2 separate regions of the Rattus norvegicus genome follow, and region 2 is linked to region 1. A link is a contact called in public Hi-C data. All regions are on one chromosome and are shown on one strand. Each heading gives the region's core, a stretch centred on a gene start, on an enhancer-like site or on the middle of the called end of the contact. The rest is flanking DNA. Distances are from core to core; before and after follow the strand shown. Region 1 has its middle 14 kb from the start of Dag1. Region 2 holds the start of Nicn1 (nicolin 1, tubulin polyglutamylase complex subunit).

Evidence for each region. Hi-C and Micro-C count contacts between places; a contact is called where the count stands out from the background.
Region 2: a contact with region 1 is called in a Hi-C map of hepatocytes, with 2.1 times the contacts expected there. The contact joins the promoter of Nicn1 here to the enhancer-like site in region 1. A contact is called at or near these places in 7 of 12 Hi-C or Micro-C datasets (the A7r5 cell line, frontal cortex, hepatocytes and 3 more).

Annotation. Positions count from the first base shown.
Region 1 is chr8:117,793,619-117,797,929 of GRCr8, forward strand. It overlaps a transcript of Dag1 not described here. Among named protein-coding and RNA genes, the nearest start is that of Dag1, 14 kb to the left of the region's middle. Within about 2 kb of position 2,368, at least 4 of the 93 cell types and tissues checked have an H3K27ac peak or open chromatin away from gene starts, as enhancers often do. A contact at or near this core is called in hepatocytes and liver, where this site is marked.
Region 2 is chr8:117,852,496-117,856,806 of GRCr8, forward strand. Nicn1 (nicolin 1, tubulin polyglutamylase complex subunit) reads left to right here and starts at 2,543. Exons shown (of 6, transcript NM_001034999.1): 1 at 2,543-2,749. The coding sequence starts at 2,618.

The DNA.
Region 1 (4,311 bases), core at 1,118-3,617:
AGGAGGTGGGGCTTGTTCAGAGGAGGTGCTTTGGGGTTGGGAATTTAGCTCAGCGGTAGAGCGCTTGCCTAGCAACCGCGAGGCCCTGCGTTTGGTCCCCAGCTCCAAAAAAAAACAAAAAACAAAAAACAAAAAACAAAAAAAAAAAACAAAAAAAACAAAAAAACAAAAAAAAAAAGAGGAGGTGCTTTGCGTGGATGGGTCGTTCCTGGTCTCCCCCATGTGTTCTGATGCTCTTTTTCTGCAGTGATTTTCTAACTTCATATCTGTCCTAAAGCACTAGGGCCAAGGAACAGGGACTGAGACCCCTGAAGCTGTGAATCAATTCTTTGTCACTTTAGTTTTCTCAGATATTTGTCACAGCAACATGAAATCTGAAGAATGCAAACGTACAACTGCTTTCCTCCTTACAATTCTTTTTGTTTTGCTTTTGTTTTTGAAGACAGGGTTTCTCTCTGTAGCCCTGGTCGTCCCAGATCTTACTCTGTAGACCAGGCTGGTCTCAAACTTAAGAGACCTGCCTGTCTCTGCCTTCTAAGGGCTGAGATTAAAGGTGTGTGCCACCACTGCCCAGCAGCCTCCTTAAAGTTCTAAGAGACCTCAAGCTGCTGCTGACCACACTATATTTATACACAGGTTAACATTTAAAAAACTTTTTTCTGAAAGCAGTCAGCACAAAGGGAACAGATCTGCACTTTAATAATTAAGAACTTTCCCACCCACTTTAGAATCCAAAAGTTAAATACTCAAAACAATGACGTCCACTTGTCATCTCAGCACTGAGCTCCAGAGACAGAAGGAGACGAAGAATCTCTATGAGTATGAGAGCCACTAAGTCTACACAGTGAATTCCAGGCAGGCCAGGGCTACATAATGAGATTACCTCAAAACAAAACAACAAAGCCACTTCAAGTCAAAAAGGGATAAAGGAATGACACATACAAGAGATCTGTCCTATCCAAAAGACACAGCTGTGATTTGCAAACCCCCAAGTAGTTTGCAGCAGCAGCTACAGAGCACTTTCCAGGGGCATCCCTAATCTGCTGAGACACAGGAGATCGTGTGATGTTTCCTTCTTCCAAATAGATCCTGGACTCTCTTGAATTTCTAAACTGGGCCACTGTCAGAAATGAGCGGAGACTCATAATCTGAACATAGCGTCTTACCAGCCCAGCTTAACTCCTTGGGTCCTTTATCTATGTTCCTCACTGAATCTTCGATTGGCTTTGGGAAAGGTACTAGGGCTCTGCTTTATTTGTATTTTGAAAGAAAGACTTGCTAATTTACCCAGGCTAGCCTTGAATCTGTGATCCTCCTATCCTGCCCTCCTATTTTAGCCCATGTAAAGTATGCATCACCAAGCCCACTTCAACTGGCTTTTAGGTGTAGCACATGGGTATCCTCCAGAATTTTTTTCTAAATGTTTTTATGGTTTTAAGAAAAAAATAAAGGCAAGAAGCCAGGCCTGATGGTGCATGGCTGCAATTCCAGCATTTGAAAGGTGACTGCAGAGGGATCAGAATTTGTTCAGGACCACTCTCTGCTGCATATCAAATACTGAAGTCCAATTGGGCTGCATGTGAAGAATCTTTTTACTTTAAAAAAAAAAAAAAAGTCTTCAGTTAGAACAAAAATTCTTTCTCAGAGGTGACTCTATTTGCCAAAGGAGAGACAGCAGCACCCCACCCCTGTCAGCTTAGACCACTACATACTAGACAGATTCAACAAACACTCAGGAGGAATCCAAACTCCTCTGAAGCAAAGAACTAAACATTCACCAGTTACCCAAACAATCAGACAAAAGATTATCTTTAAAAAAACAAGAACAACAGCAATGAACAAAGCTAAGTTTCTTCTACAAATTGATAATCCACAAAGATACCAAAAACCATCAGCTTGGACGTCTGCAAAGGGGACATGCACAGAAAGACTAAGCAGCAAGAAGTCCTCTGGCACACATCTGAGCTCAGTCCCAGAGTCTCAGGTTTTCAGTGGACTACAGTCTGTTCTATGAAGTGACATCAAAGGTAATTCAAGGGAGGGCAGTGTCAGTCTGCAAACCTACTTCTCACACCCCCAAAATTCATCTAGGGTCTAAAGATCCCTTATAAACTGATTATCACATGCTAGTGGTTTGCTTTCTTTGTTCTGTCTGGTTTCTCCTGTGTTTGAACTCAAGGCCTCACACACACTATGTAAAGGCTCCACCACTGAGCTCTACTTCCTGGCCCTATATATTAAACTTGATGCTGGCCGTGGCACTAGAAATAACAAGCTCCAAACCCCACAAGCATCTAAGACAGCACTTCCCGGAGAGTTCCCATCATCCACTCGAGCTGTGCGCGTCACTTCTCTCAGCTCATGCCCTGCCTGTGTGATGTGTGTGCAAACATGGACCTCAGCACGGTCAGCAACAGGCACTTCATTTGCTATCTGAGAAAGCCAAAATGAGATCATTCTAAAAAACACAAGGTAGACGAATATTTTAAAGCCTAGTTGCCCTTCATAAGAAAAACAGAAGTCCCCACCCAACAGAACTGCAGGCACAGAGCAGACCAGGCGAAGTGACCACCAGGGCTCCGACACTCACTCCATTCAGCTGAGTGACAGCACAGGTTTAATGAGCGACAGCAACCTCTCTGGCCAAGACCTGTTGTATGTCCAAGTCTGCTCTCAAATTCTATGCTCTAGGAGAGACACAGAAACAGCAGCTCCAACAATCAGCAGTGTGAACGGAGAAAACCTGGGCAAATGGCAAGTTAAGTAACAATACCTACTATCTGGTTCAGTCACTGAGTAAGTATCACAGAACACCCACTGCCTGCTTCAACAGTATTACTCATTTTTCCATAGCACCTTGTTCTAAAGAAAAATGACAGACAGACAGAGACACAGTAAGAATTATAAGCTGCGAGTGGTGGCTCACACCTTTAATCCCAGTACTCAGAAGGCCCAGGCAGGTGAATCTTTGTGATCTCCAGGCTAGTCTGATCTATAGACCTACAGAGTGATCCAGGACAGCCAGAGCTACACAGAGAAACCCTGTCTCAAAAAAACAAAACACACAAAAAAGTTTGCTCTTCCTTAAGAGGATTAAAATATAGACCCAAAGTTTCAGTCCAGTTCAAAATCAGGCCAAAGGTCAGAGACTACAGACTGCCTTTACCTCCATTTCATGCCTGGAGCCTTCCTGTCGTCCTGTGTCTCATCACCCGCCTTGTCAGCCCGCCCAAGCTTCTCTCCCCCACCTGCTTGTTGTCGTGTTGTCTGGGGTGTTGTTTGGTTGGTTATGTTTTGAGGCATGGTCTCTTACATAGACCTGCGTGTCCTGGAACTCTCTACTATTGGGATTCAGACCTAAGACAAGGGCTGAGGTGCTTGTTTTACCAAATCAGACCTCCAGGCCTCCAGGTTCTCCCACTTCGATCCCTCAGCCCCTACCTGTTGGAGGGCATAGCTAGCACACTCCACCCTCTGCCCTGAACTTTTCAGCCAAGGGGCTGGGCTTCCCCTACCCCAGAGGCTCTTCCCTATATAATGTGGACACTTTGGTTTCCCATCCTTCTCCTCTCCCGCTCTCTCTGCATTCCTCTCTCCCTGTGTGTATATGTGATTTCTCTTCCCCCTTCCTCCTATCTCCCTCCCCCATGGTGACATTCCTGGGAGAGTGGCTTCCCAATAAACCTGCCTTTATATACTCTAATTTTGCTTGAATTGGTTCATTTCATCAGTGGAGAATAACGTATCTACTACGTAGACCACAAACTCACAGAGAGGCATGTGTTCTGGATCTGTTTTTCTAAGTCAAGGTCTTACTACATAGCCCAGACTGACCCTGAACTCAAGCTCTCCCTACCTCGGCCTTAACTGCTGGGATTACAGGGGTGACCTACCATTCCCAGACAATACCCAGATGTATGGCTGGCCCTCTGCCCTGTATTCTACCTGTGCACACACAGGACCTGCCCAACTCAGACAGTACTACACCCACGGGCTCTCTATGTATATTCAGAACCCTCATCCTTCTCTCTTGAAAGATTATTTTGCCTTTGCCACTCTACTGATGCTTCTTCTGTCCCCAAGTCTAGTTCACTGAATAACAAGCACGCTCAGAGGTGCTCCTACAGCACCATCGTGCTCCACTTCCCCTGCAGTGCTCCCTCCTAGGACATCTGCCCTTCAATACGACAGGGTAGAGTAGCTGCTCAATAAATATTTGGTTGATGGATGAACATACACTGAAATTTTTCCTCATCTGTGGCTCCACACCAAACTTTACTTTGCTTTGTTTCTCCAGTTTGCAAAGACCAG
Region 2 (4,311 bases), core at 1,293-3,792, 59 kb after region 1:
CAGATGGGACACTATTGTGCCAATTCAAACTGGTCTGTTTGAGATAACTGGCTGTTATTTTTCTAATCCCGATTTCTTGGAAATTCAGATAAACAGTTTAATTTCATTTTGGTGACATGGACCATTAGTACGAGTGACTCCCTTTTTATTTTTAGCTAGACTGTCAGAACATGGTGTAGGAGCTTAACCCAGAAACTATGGCTTTCTATAATTTCTCCTTTAACAAGAGGACAAATTTGGCATATATCTATCATGCTGATATTTCTCAGGAACTCGCTTAATTAAAAAATTATTGTTTAAAGTTTAATTAAAAAGTATTTTGTGGGGGCTGGAGAGATGGCTCAGTGGTTAAGAGCACTGACTGCTGGACCAGAGGACCTGAGTTCAATTCCAAGCAACCACATAGTGGCTCACAACCATCTGTAATGAGATCCAATGTCCTCTTCTGGTACGTATGAAGACAGCTATAGTGTACCCATATCAATAAAAATTAATTAAAATGTTTTTTGTGCATTATGTTGTGTTTGGTACGATGTGTATGTGTTGGTACACATGCCTGTGCTCTAATATTTGGAGTTCAGGGAAGGATCTGGGTGTCTTCCTCTATGCCTGTCTGCCTTACTCCTTTCATGCAGTCTCTCATTGAACCAGAATCTCCCTATTTGGCTAGGCTGGCTGGCCATTGAGCTCCCAGAATCCTCTTGTTTCCACTCTGCCAAATGCTAGGATTACAGACATGCACAGTTTTCTTTTATTTCCAACATGGGTTCTGGAGACTTGAACTCAGGTCTTCAAGCTTGCATAGCAAGTGTATTCACTCACTGGATCATTGCGCAGGAGTCCCATTCCCCACTGCACATGCGCACATACGGGGTTCCTCTGTGTAGTATTGGCTGTCCTAGAACTTCACAGAGATCCACCTGCCTCTGCCTCCTGAGTGCTGGGATTAAAGGTGTGCACCACCACTGTCAGGCTTAGTTTTAAATTATGAGTATACACATCACATGTGTCTGTGTGGGTATGTACACATAAGTTCAAGCTCCCCTCAGAGGTCAGAAGACAGCATGGAATTACAGGCATTCACGGGAACCTGCAGGGAGTTTGGGGAACTAAACTTAGTCCTCTGGAAAAGCAGCAAGGGCTTTTTAACTGCAAAGCTATCTCTCCCGCTGCATGGGCTGAAATTCCTGACCATATACCTCAGATCTGTTAATCTTCCCAAATGCCTCAATATAAAACGTAAAAAGAAAACTGGGTAGGTTGGCGTGGTGACACACACCTTTAATCCCAGAATGAAGGAGGCAGAGGCAGGTGGATCTCTGTGAATTTGGGAGCAGCCTCATTTACATCTGTAGTGACATCTTGTCTGGAAAAAAAGATAAACAAATCCCAAACCGAGTATTTGCCTCCTCCCCAGTCAACCAATTTAATTGGGCTGTTATGCTTTCTTCCTTTTTTAGCCTCACATAGCCTAAGCTAGCCTGAAATCTGCTACCTAGCCTGAAACCTACTGAAGACCAGCCTTGAACGTCCGATCTTCTAGATTCTGCTTCTACCTTCCAAGTGCTGGGTTAACTAAAGCGTCACTAATGCCTGGCCTTTTATTTTTTGGACTAGATTTAGCTGGGGTTACAGGAGTGAATCAACGCACCTTGTGCCTCCACTTTTTTTTTTTTTCCCCCTTTTTGAGACAGGACTGATTTGGAACTTTTTTTTTTTTTTGGTTCTTTTTTTTCGAAGCTGGGGACCGAACCCAGGGCCTTGCGCTTCCCAGGTAAGCGCTCTACCACTGAGCTAAATCCCCAGCCCCTGATTTGGACCTCTTTCTGTAGCTCAGATTGGTCTCAAACACCCAGTGATTTATTTACCTGCTTCTGACTCTGCCTCCTCAATGTTGGGATTAAAGGCTTGCACCAACATACCTTATCTTGTTTGTATTTTTAAGAAACAATTGGGGGTTGGGGATTTAGCTCAGTGGTAGAGCGCTTGCCTAGGAAGCGCAAGGCCCTGGGTTCGGTCCCCAGCTCCGAAGGAAAAAAAAAAAAAAGAACCAAAGAAACAATTGTTCCAAGGCCAGAAGTGGGTGACAAATTCCTTAGGTCTGGAATTGCAGATAGCTGTACCCAGATGGATTTTGTGTATGCTACGGAGAGACAGTTTCTTTGTGTAACAACCTTGGCTGTCCTGAAACTCTCTCTGTAGACCAGGCTGGCCTCGAAGTCAGAATCCCGCCTACCTCTGCCTCCCAAATGCGGGACTAAAAGCAAGCGCCATCAACCGCCTAATTGTTTTATACATTTTAACCTAATAAAGTAGCCGAATTTAAGGAAGGTTTAAGCCAGCCCAAAGCATTCTGGATCTCTTTGATAAAGAACGGCTCGACGGTTGCCCAGAGCAGCCTGGGAGGGGCTTACAGACGTGTGATTGGTTGAAGAAGAACTTCCGCTGGTATTTCCGACTCTCGACCTGCCCTGACCATCGGGATTGGCTAGACTGTTACAAGCGTTATGTCGCCTGGGAGTTGTAGTTCTCTTGGTTGATAGGCGACGCCAATAAGGGCTAGTGGTTGGATGGAGACTGTTAGCGGTGATTTCGCTTGATTGTAGCCTCCCAAATCATGTCCCGTGTAGTGGTGCCCTGTCATGTGAAAAGCACTGTCGCCCTGCAAGTGGGCGACATGAGGACCTCCCAAGGTCGGCCTGGCGTGCTAGTCGTCGATGTCACTTTTCCCAACGTCGCGCCTTTCGAGGTGAGCAATCCCTACCACCCCCCACCCACCCCCACCCCCGCCCCCGCCCCACATAGATGCGGTCAAGGCTTCTGGGCGGGGAATACCTAGTAACTTGGGCGTTTCCTAGGCGTTTACACTGCCTCTAACGTGCCTCTTGCTTTTGCGAATTGGCCCTATTTAGAAGCATTTACAGTCTTTATTAATAGATTTTATTAAATAGACTAGTGTTTTCCGTTCTATCCTCTTCAGCGTCTCTACCCGGTGTCCAGGATGTTACTGGAAATATAATTTGAACCTCAGTACAAGTGAGAGGATATTTGATTTTGGCCATAGCTGGGATCATTAATGATGCAAACGTACCCATTCTGATGGCTCCTGCTACAGGTCAGGTGCAACCTAGCCTTCATCTAGGTCCTCCTAGTGACTTGTTTCCAATCCCTAGTTGCGCTTCCATCTCAGCTGACAGTGCCAGGGCCTTGCATGACCTCAGCACAGACAAAGCCTACCTCTAATGAGTAGGATTCTTTCTTCACCCACCTTCTTGGCCCTATATGCTTTGTGTTACAATATGTCATTCTCTCCCAAGATGTTGCTTACCATGGACTGGGGAGACCTAGTTAATTCATCTGACCTTGGAAAATCCGAGTTAGTGTGTTTGAGGTGGATCTTTGACATCTATATTTTTATTTACTTATTTAATAATTTTATTTTGGAAGGTTTATTTTAAATTTATGTGTGTTGCGTTTGCATGTATGCTTATATACCTTGTGCATGCCCAGTAGAAGTAGAGGCCGGAAGAAGGTTCTGAATCCCCTGAAACTGGAGTAATCCCCTGGAACTGTAAAGTGCCATGTAGGTGCTGGGAACCAAATCCTGATCTCTGTGTTTTGTTTGTTTTCTTTCGTTTTGAGCTCCATAGGTGACTCTGGTGTGCATCCAGTGATGAAAACTACTGTTATGGCAGTCGATACTGTAGGCTACCCAGCCTCCTGGCTCCCCATGCCCCTACAGTGCACTATCCTACTATTATTCTTATTCTGGTCTAAGCTGGCTAATTCTGAGAGAGAGGTGTGTGTGTGTGTGTGGGGAAGAATCTCTACTATTGCCAGGCTGAATGACAGGTTCTCTCACTGTGGTACTTTTTACAAAGAAGCTACTCTTGGGAGTGGTAGGGAACCGTTGAAATCCCAGAGTGGCTGGTCCCCAGCTCCGAAAAAAAGAACCAAAAAAAAAAAAAAAAAGAAATCCCAGAGTGGCTAAGAATAGCTGAGGCTTATCATGAACTTCTGATCCTCCTGCCTTTACCTCCCAAGCACTGAGATTACAGGTATCCATTACACGCCCAGTTTATGCAGTCCTGTGCGGTCTAGCCTGGAACTTCAAACGTGCTAGACAAGGCTAGCACTGCACCAACGGAGCCACACCCTCAGCCCAGGATATTACCTCACCTCCCTTCACTGGTCCACTTAGCGAGCTCGCCCTCATGGGGTTTCCCATGTCCCTCTTGTGCTTCCTTCAGGGTTAAGGTTCTGACCTCTGATACCATCTCGGATATGTTGGGGATGGTTTGTTTGCATGAC